Linked DNA regions of Sus scrofa: region 1 is linked to region 2. A link is a contact called in public Hi-C data. All regions are on one chromosome and are shown on one strand. The core of a region is the stretch at or near the end of the contact, and the rest is flanking DNA. Distances in the headings are between cores, read along the strand shown. Region 1 has its middle 110 kb from the start of ELOVL5. Region 2 holds the start of ELOVL5 (elongation of very long chain fatty acids protein 5).

Region 1 (5,058 bases), core at 119-2,618, 110 kb after region 2:
CAGCCTAGAAGCAGCCTCCCTACCTCCTCTCTCTAAACCCTGAACTAGCAAGGGAAGGACCCACTGGAAGTGCCGTCTATTTTCCAGTTTGAAATGATCACTTCTTACTGAGTAAAAATCAGCTTGTCCATTATTTGAAACAATACCAACAAAAAACTAAAAACAGATGCTTAAAACACCAGAGGATGACACTATTTCATTAACATGAATGCAGAAAAAAGACACAGGCTGCATTTTTTTATCTGTTTACCAGGCAAAGTGTTTACTCCTTGAGTAAGAGAAACCACAGGAAGTCCAGAAAAAAAATATGGGGTGCTTTGAGACAATTTTCAAATTGTTTTCTTTTTTTCTTTTAAGTGGGTCACAGTTTCTCAAAAGGGACTCCTGATAAGATTCTTCTGATGACTGGACAGTCTGAACATCCTGTTCCACTCCTGGTTCTGTCCCAACCTGGGTGAGCCTGGAGAAGTCACCTGTCCTCTCAAACTCAGGACCACCTCACCATCCTGAGACTCAGAGGTTCCTGTTCTGTGTGTTTAATGTAGGTGCCCATACCCATGTCAGGAGAGAGTCCTGAGGCCTATGTAAACCACCCCATGAAAAGAAGTGTCATCTACATTCAACAGCAGTTAACACTTTTTGGGGGTTAGTACCTCGCACTTTACTAACTCCCTGTGTGACACCATATCTGGAGCTCCCTGCTGAGCTAGTGATTAGGGTTTCAATCTCTGGCCTGGGAACTGAGATTCCACATTGAGCCCTTGCAAGCTGAGGCGCGCGGGGGGAGGGGGGGGGGATCAGCACATGGAATACTCAGGTAAGACAGACGACATTCACAGCCTCCTTTTCAGACCACTGACCTGACTCTCCCGCAGGTTACTTCTTTGGCCCAAGGTCACAGATTACACAGCAGTAAACGATCACAGCAACGCCGGATCCAGAGCAGCGCTGCTCCGCAGACCCCATCACGCCCTCTCCTCCAGCCGACCGCCAGCGCTATTGTGGAACTTTTCCTCCCACTGCAACCCCCTTGCCCCGCAAGGCAGCAGGCAGGGCCGGACACTCGGTCCCCATACTAGTCATGCGCTAGCTCCTAACGGGTCTCCGATACACCCGCCCCCAGACCACGGGGCAGCAACACGGATCCCCCGCCCACCTTCCCCTGGCGAGGTCCAGGCCAGACCCGGGTATTGCGGGGTCCCGCCGCGTGGGAGGGCGTCCGGAGACGTCTCGTTTCTGCCTCCGCCGCAAGAACACGGCTCTCAGCAAACCTCGAGGTCCACTGCAGAGCCCGCTGCTAGTTAACTGGCCAAGACCTAGAGGTTCCAGGATTTCGGGATGAGGCTTGTGAAGGCGGAAGGAAGAGGCGGGGCCCAGGTTGCACATGCGCAGAGGGAGGTCTTAAAGACCCCACCCCCCACCCCCCAGGCTGTTAGAGCTGGAGAGTGCGTCGTCGGAGTTCCTTTCCAGCCCCATCTCCCAACCCCTGTGATTTTTGAATCAAGTAATCTGTTTAGTGCGGCTGGATAGAAATGCAAGAGAAATGCTCGTCCTAGGGCCTTGGGTGCCCTGAGATCCAGGGTCACACTGTAGATCTTAGACCGGTCCCATCCCTGTCTTATATGGGGGTTCCAGGCAAAAGCTGGGAAACGTCATGGCTGAAATCAGATTTTCCAAATTACTAAAGCCTTTTAATCTTAAAAAAAATGTCCTCCTGGAGTTCCCTTCCTGGCGCAGCGTAAACGAATCTGACTAGGAACCATGAGGAAGCAGGTTCGATCTCTGGCCTCGCTCAGTTGGTCAAGGATCCCGTGTTGCCTTGAGCTGTGATGTAGGTCGCAGAGGCGGCTCAGATCAGGGGTTGCTGTGGCTGTGGTGTAGGCTGGCAGCTGTAGCTCTGATTAGACCCCCTACCCTGGAAACCTCCATATGCCGCGGGTGTGACCCTGAAAAGACAAAAAAAAAAAAAAAAAAGAAGAAAGAAAGAAAGAAAATGTCCTCCTAATTGAATAGAATTTTCTAATTAACCTACTTGGCAACATGCGGGCTTCTTTTGTGAAGGACAAATAGTGTTTTGCTTTTTTTTTTTTTTTTTCCTCAAAAGTGAGCTCACCGGTTTAGTCATAATCAAACTTTTTTCTTTTTCTTTTTTTGTCTTTTTAGGGCCGCACCCGCGGCATATGGAGGTTCCCAAGCTAGGGGTCAAATCAGAGTTGCAGCTGTCCGACTACATCCCAGCCACAGCAATGCCAGATCCCAGCTTCGTCTGCAACCTACACCACAGCTCACAGCAACGCTGGATCCTTAACCCAGTGAGCAAGGCCCAGAATCATACCTGCGTCCTCATGGATACTAGTCAGACTCTTCTCTGCTGAGCCACGATGGGAACTCCCAGACTTCCTTTTTCATTTAGTGCAGTATTGAAATCAATCAGAGCCCTGCAGGGCCCTGCTAGAAACAAGTCTTACCTCATCCCCTCCTGCCCTTTGGAAATTCGGATTGGGAAGGGGCAGAACTCAGAAACAAAGGAGCAGTCAAGAAACCATAGTGCCCCTATAAAGCAAGAGACCTTATTCCTCCAGAGGGGATATGCATAATAAAATAGCTTTGTGTTCTTCCTCAGAAAGGCTCCCACTCACACGGAGAATGATAAACTTCATTTTTTATTTTTATTTTTTGTCTTTTCTGGGGCTGCACCCTTGGCATATGGAGGTTCCCAGGCTAGGGGTCTAAATCAGAGCTGTAGCCGCCAGCATACACCACAGCCTAGCAAAGCTGGATCTGAGCCGCGTCTGCAGCCTACACCACAGCTCATGGCAATGCCGGATCCTTAACCCACTGAGTGAGGCCAGGGATCCAACCCGCAACCTCATGGTTCCTAGTTGGATTCGTTAACCACTGAGCCATGTCCGGAACTCTGAGAATGGTAACTTCAGATGGAGCCAACATTCCTGACATTCACAGGGTCCCCACCAATCAAAGTCAAGCACCCTGCAGTCTGTGAACTGATACTTGGCACTTGCCATCAGGCTCTACCTGGATTAAATTATGAGCCACTGCAGCTGCAGACCCACAGCACCTCCTGAGCAGAGCTCAGGGTGAGAATCAGGAGTGAGGCACTCTGTGCTCTGGGAAAACTGGAACAACAGGTCTCGAAATAGCCAGATATTAGTAGGAGAAGATTTTATGTGCCCAATTCTTGCTTCTCCTCATATAGAGAAAAACACTAAAATCCTCCATGGTGATGTCTGTTCCTTGTGACTTTCAGGAGATCAGCAACAGACTTCTGTAACATGTGTGTGTGCATGCATCTCCCCCTCAATTTTATAATATCCTGATATTCCCCACTTCGGGGTGCTATTTCAGAGTTATCTGAAATACTGCCACCCAGGCAGTAGTGAAGGATAAAACAAAGAATGTCCTGATCGTCTGTGAACGCAGTCACCTCCAAGGGTGAGAGCCGGTGAGTCCTGCAGGTTGTGAACTCTAGATACCTGCCCTGACAGCAGAGATGCATATCAAAGGAATGATTTCAGTGAGCTCAGGTCTCTTTTGTTCCCACTCCCTGGCCTTTGTTGCAAAAACTCCTATATATCCTAGCTCCTCCCTCACCGCCTTGGAGCAGTTTCTCAGAGCTACCTGAGATGCTGTCTCCAGGGCTTAAGTACTAATTTTGCAATTTTTTTGCTTTTTTTTTGGGGGGGGGCCGCACTCATGGGATATGGAGGTTCCAGGTTAGGGGTTGAATCTGAGCTATAGCTGCCGGCCTACACCACCGCCACAGCAACACAGGATCCCCAACCCCACTGAGTGAGGCCAGGGATTGAAACCCCATCCTCATGGATCCTAGCTGGGTTCGTTAACCACTGAACCAGGAAGGGAACTCCCAATACTTTAATTTTTTTTTAATTTAAAAATAAATACATTTTTAAGAAAGTAGGAAACTTTTTCTTCTCTTTCTGAGAACTCCAATCCCTCCATACCTTTTCAGTCTTTTCATCTTTTTAATTTTAGCTATAATAGCTGTGTAGCTATTGGGATATTGCGGTGTGGTTTTAATTTGTGTTAAAGATTGAATGTCAGAGTTCCTGTCATGGCTCAGAGGAAACAAATCTGACTAGCACCCATGAGGACACAGGTTCAAGTTCTGGCCTCCAAGGTTAAGGATCCAGCATTGCTGTAGCTGTAGTGTAGGCCGGCAGCTACAGTTCCAATTCAATGCCTAGCCTGGGAACCTCCATATGCCATGGGTGCAGCCCTAAAAAGACAAAAAAAAAAAAAAAAAAAGATCAAATGTTTATATCCCCAAAATGTTCTAATCCTTGAAAACTGTGAATATGTTATCTTACATAATATAGTAGGATTAAGTTTGCTGACCTTAAAGCAGGAACATTATTTTGGTTGTCCAGGTGAGTCCAATGTTATCAAAAGCATCTTTAAAGATGGAAGAGGGAGGCAGAAGATTAGGTCAGAGTACAGTCAACCCTTGAACAACTCAGATTAGGTCAGAGTACACCAACCCTCCATGCAATCAAAAATCCATGTATAATTTATGGTCAGTCTTCCACATATATGTTCAGTTTTTCTGTATCTGTGGTTCCACAACCAACTGTGGATGGTATAGTAGTGTAGTATTTACTATTGAAAAAAATCCACATGTAAGTGACTCCATGTCATTCAAATCTGCATAGTTCAAGGGTCAACTGTAATTTAATGTGAGAAGGGCTCAACCTGGCATTGCTGGCTTTGACCACAGGGGGGAGCCAAAAGCAAGTTATATGGGAGTTGCCCTCGTGCCTCAGCAAAAATGAACCTGACTAGCATCCATGAGGAAACAGGTTCCATCCCTGGCCTCGTTCAGTGAGTTAAGGATCCGACGTTGCCGTGAGCTGTGGTGTAGGTTGTAAATGTGGATCAGATTCTGAATTGCTGTGGCTGTGGCCTAGGCCAGCAGCTACAGCTCTGATTTTATCCCAGCTTGGGAACCTCCATATGCCACAGGTGCGGCCCTAAAAATACCAAAAAAAAAAAAAAAAAAAAAAAAAAAGCAAGTTATGT
Region 2 (5,144 bases), core at 1,244-3,743:
AAAAATAATTACAAAATTTCTTAGGGAAGAAGAAGAATGTAGCAAGAAAGAAGTAAAAGCATCACTCACCCTCTTCACTATCTACTTAGGCATCCAATTCACCCTAAAGGAAGGGAAACAGTTTTGCCTTGATTTGAATAATTCAAGTGGGAAACCCAAGGATTGATTCTTACCTCTAGGAAGAGGAGGATAATCAGTAGTTATGCTGAGAGGAAAAGAGGAGGCAGTGGGAAAAAAGATCCTTGCAAATATCCAAAAATTAAGAATGCTGACCCTTCCCACCCCATCCCCCCAAAAAAAGAAAAAGGAAGCTCAGTTGATCCCAGGGAAAGTGATAACACCTCATTTTCAAAGGTGGGTTTGAAGGGAGACTGGGATTAGTGTCTGTGAAAACCTAGTTTTGACTATTTTCCCAGTTATTTGAGATTCTCCAGCTTTATCCTTGGCCACATCCCCTAAATGTCACTTCCCCTTTCCCAAGAAGAAAAATAAGTGAAGAAACCTTTACCAAACCACCATTTGACAAGCCCCATGCTGGGCACTTTCAATTGTATCATCTCTTGGAATCCCTGACAATTCTGCAACATGAAACCCCCAATTACAAACAAAGAAATTGAGTCAAGGCAGGGAGGACAGTGTCTGAAGTTATGAAGTGCTTTTCTTGAAAAAGTCTGACCATCAAACCTTAATACACTTTCTACTTTCACTTTTCAACGGAGTTCTGTTCTATATTCTGTAAAACTAGCCATCTGTAATCATCAGTAACATTCTCCCTCGCCTTCAGTTAGAAACAGAAAACAAGTGCAAAAAAGAGAAACGGTACAGAAAAAAGTTGCTGGCAATGAGAAATTACAATCTGGGGCAAGAATCTAAAAGGGACATTAGTGACATTTCTCTTTCAAGTATGGAGCTTTCCCTGGAGAATCCCAGGCAGCTTGTGAACAGGCTAAAAAAGGGATCTGCTTGTGCCAAAGCGCAGATGAAAAGTTACTGTTCGTCCACAGCCATCGAATGCAAACTGGCTGTGTCCATCCATATCATTAGACTGCACCAAATGCTGCTGGCAGAGTGGTGCAAGCAAAACAAGTGCAAACCAGCACTTTATCTCTGGAGTGGTCAGGGGAACAAGTTACCAAACCTAACAGGGAACTTTAGCTCTTCCGTACTACCCTATAAGGCACTTCCTGCCACGGTCCCTCTATTAAAGAATTAAGGCAGCTCGCTCCTCACCATTCTATCGCCGCATCCCTAGATTCTGTAGCCCAGCCAATAAATCATGCACTGGATTCTTCCATACGGGACCCCCCCACCCCCAACCCCAAAGGGGGCCAAATGCATTCTCCAAATTTGCAATCAGGAAACCGGGGGAGCTGAGCTGAACTCCAATCGTGGGCAGGAGAAACCACCAGCCTTCTTAAACTGCAAGGACATGGAACCCAAAGGTTGCAAGATAGTTTAAAAGAATAGCTCTTGCTCCAGGCACAACTCCCTCCACCCCTACACTGGCGGGTGGGGGCTGAGTCTTATCTGCCTGTAAGCTGTAAAAGGGCACTTTTCCCTACCACTAGCAGCAGACACAACCCCAGGGCTTCCTCGGCAGCTAGCCGCTCCAGTCCGCGCCCCGCCGCCTCCGCGCCGGGGACTCCAGCAAGGGCCGCCCAGGAGGGTCTTGAGTCCCCGCCCCAGCGCTTCCCCACCAGCCCCAGCCTCTTCGAGAACGGAGGGCTATAGTTATCTGGTTTTAATAAAAATCGAAGCGGTCCCCGGCTGGCGGGCTTCCCTCCGAGGAACAGAGGCGGGAAGGGAAGAGAGAAAAGGAAAGGCCGGTGGGGCCGAGGACCAACCAGCGCCGCGACCCCGCAGTCCCTCAGAGGTTCTCCCCGCTCACCCGGGTTTTGTTCTCCCCCGAGGAAGCGCGATCGCTCTCGAGGCGCTTCCCTGGACCTCCAGCCGCGCGTTCATCCCGCCCAAACAAGCGAACCCGAGCGCAAGAGCCCACCCGCCCTACCTCCCAGTGGCGCCCAGGGTGCGTTCCCGCCGCGCCCGTCAGCGTGCTCACTGCTGGCGGCTTCTACCGCCAAACAGGTGAGACAGCATCTCGCGGAAACTCCCGAGGCTCCCGAACAGCTCTCCCCACGCCCAGGAGCGGGCCGAGGAGACCAGGCTCCCCCGCCACGCGGGCGCAGCGCGGGCCATGCTCGCAGCGGCTAGTGCTCATCGGGTTCGGGACCTAACGGCGGGTTGCAGCCCTCAGTCCCGGGCGCGCGCCGGCACGGGTGTCATGGCCGAGAGGCGGCCGGGAGAAGTTTCCCAGAGCCGCCCGCTTACCTCTTAGCCCAAGGGCGGCGGCGGCGGCTCCCAGAAGCGGCGAGGCGGTGGCTGCAGCGTGGGGAGCCAGCAGAGCCGGGAGGAGGCAGGAGGGAGGCACGGCCAGCAGGAGCCGCCGCGATGGGAAGAGGAAGGCGCTGGGTATCTACAATCAGAACGTGGGCTGACCGTGACGTCACAATGGCGCGGCCAGCCAATCGCCGCCCGGAGGCCGAATCAAGCGCTATGATGTCATGCGACCCCGGAGCCAATCGCGAGACAATAGAACTTTCGTGATTGTAAATTCCAGAATCCGATGCTGTGGGGCGCCGTGGCCGGGGTTGGTCCCCTCGGGTTCACGTGTCTCTGGGCAATTTTATCCCCTTTCTTCCTAATAAGCCTGCGTGGAACGCAGAGCCTGCGCAATAGAAGCAGTGAAGTTCCCGATGCCCTGAACTCTGATTCTCTCAGTGCCAGGCGTGGCAGGGTTTTGTAGCCGCTTTTGGGTGGCAGAAGCCCACTCGAGTGCATTCTCCTCGCCGGTTCTGGAAGGCCGCCAGTTCTCCTTGGTTTGAACTGTAAGGGTTAAATGCCTACGGAGACCACCGGAGCGAACAAGATGGGACAACCACAAAAAAACGCACAAAACTGATGCTGAGGGTTAACTCCCAGGTGGTAGATTCACCGTGATTTTTCTTAGATTCTTTTTTTTTCCTTAGTGATCACTACCAACTCCATTTCTACTTAAGACTTTTTGTAGAAGGAGGAATGGTGGTGGAGAAGTGAAATTCGTCTCTTCAGCTAGACAAATTTAAGCATGTAAGACAAAGTGCTTTGTGCTCAGGGCACAAGTAGAAGATCCTTGTTTTTCATTGATACTTGGATAATTTGAGGCCTTCATCATCCTAGTATTCTATGCTCTCTCCATAGGAAGCCGCTGAAATTAAGCCTTTCTCTTTGTGCCATCTGGTTATGGTTCTGTTACCCCATGTTCACAGACCCAACACCATCCACCATTTAATGTAGGCAAATTTATTCTTTCATAAATTTGCAATGTAATGTTTATCATGTGCCAGCTGTGTACCAGGCACTGGGCCATTGCAGTAGGAATACAGTGTACAAACTATATACAAATCAGATAATGTAAACATATACAAGTAATTAAGATTTTTAACAGCCACTTGCCATTCAACACCACAAGCACTGAATGACTTAAGTTTGTCAGAATGAATATATATTTATATATTTGTATTTGTTTGTTTGTTTTTTGCTGAAGTTCGCCCACCAAGGATCAAACCTGCACCAGACGCAGTGGTTAACGAATCCGACTGGGAACCATGAGGTTGAGGGTTCGATCCCTGCCCTTGCTCAGTGGGTTAAAAGATCCAGAGTTGCTGTGAGCTGTAGTGTAGGTCACAGACGAGGCTCAGATCCTGAGTTGCTGTGGCTCTGGCATAGGCCAGTGGCTACAGCTCCGATTCGATCCCTAGCCTGGGAACCTCCATATGCCGCAGGTGCGGCCCTAGAAAAAGGACCAAAAATAAATAAATAAACAAACAAACCAACCTGCGCCAGAGCAGCCACCCAAACCACTGCAGTGACAACGCTGCATCCTTAACCCATTGAGGCATACAGGAACTCCAGTTTGTCAGATATTATGCTAGGTATTAGAAATAAAAGACTGCAAAGTTCCCCTCCTCCTTTTAAATGATAGTCGGAAACAACTACCGTCAGAGTGGTAAATGATGCAGTGGAAACTAAGATACACAGGTAACTAAGAACTTTCTGTGAGAGGCATGTGGAAAGCGTATGCCAGAGGCATAGATGAATTGGGCACAAGTATCTCCTTCTTACAGTTCAAGGACAGAGTCAGTTCAGCTCTTTGTAAGCCTCTCTGAGTTTTATCTTTCCAGGTTTTAAAAGTGTCAAATTTATTTTTTTTTGTTTTTTTTATTTTTTTATTTTTTGTCTTTTGTCTCTCTTTGTTGGTGTTGTTGTTGTTGTTGTTGCTATTTCTTGGGCCGCTCCCGCGGCATATGGAGGTTCCCAGGCTAGGGGCTGAATGGGAGCTGTAGCCACCGGCCTACACCAGAGCCACAGCAACGCGGGATCCGAGCCGCGTCTGCAACCTACACCACAGCTCACTTCAACGCCGGATCGTTAACCCACTGAGCAAGGGCAGGGACCGAACCCGCAACCTCATGGTTCCTAGTCGGATTCGTTAACCACTGCGCCACGACGGGAACTCCAAAAGTGTCAAATTTAAATTATATTCCAAAATCTTCATTTTATCAAATGATGTTCCAAATTATCAAATGCTGTTCCAAATATCACACGTAAATGTTTTCATTGTCTTCACCTATTAATAAAATGTTTTAAGCCCATATTACCAAAAATATCTATTTTTTAAATGGACTTATACTGTCAGGTCAAACATTAAATATTAAATAATTATTTCTTAGAGTCAATTAAAAGTAAGCATTAAGTTCCATTATTTTATTTTATTATTTTATTCCTATCCTGCAACAGATGCCTTTTCACATAACCTTGACATATATGCCTTAGACATTTGTGTATCTTGTCTTCCACTAGGACATGTTTCACTCTGCATTGTAATTTCCTGACAGTCCCATCTTGCTTAACCCATGGGGTACTCTGCTTTATTTATTTATTCATTCATTTATTTATTTTCATGGCCACACCTGCAGCATATGGAAGTTCCCAGGCCAGGGATGGAATCCAAGCTGCAGATATGACCTAAGCCACAGCTGAGGCAATGCCACACCAGGCCAGGGATCAAACCTGCACCTCTGCAATGACCTGAGCCCCTGCAGTCG

What was found. A called contact is a pair of places that touch in the nucleus more often than the background predicts.
Region 1: a contact with region 2 is called in a Hi-C map of fetal skeletal muscle, with 2.4 times the contacts expected there. The contact joins the enhancer-like site here to the promoter of ELOVL5 in region 2. A contact is called at or near these places in 7 of 47 Hi-C or Micro-C datasets (embryonic fibroblasts, epiblast stem cells, fetal skeletal muscle and 3 more).

Annotation. Positions count from the first base shown.
Region 1 is chr7:47,042,408-47,047,465 of Sscrofa11.1, forward strand. No RefSeq gene overlaps it. Among named protein-coding and RNA genes, the nearest start is that of ELOVL5, 110 kb to the left of the region's middle. Within about 2 kb of position 1,369, at least 48 of the 83 cell types and tissues checked have an H3K27ac peak or open chromatin away from gene starts, as enhancers often do. A contact at or near this core is called in epiblast stem cells, fetal skeletal muscle, liver and 1 more, where this site is marked.
Region 2 is chr7:46,930,452-46,935,595 of Sscrofa11.1, forward strand. ELOVL5 (elongation of very long chain fatty acids protein 5) reads right to left here and starts at 2,494. Exons shown (of 8, transcript XM_021098831.1): 1 at 2,329-2,494.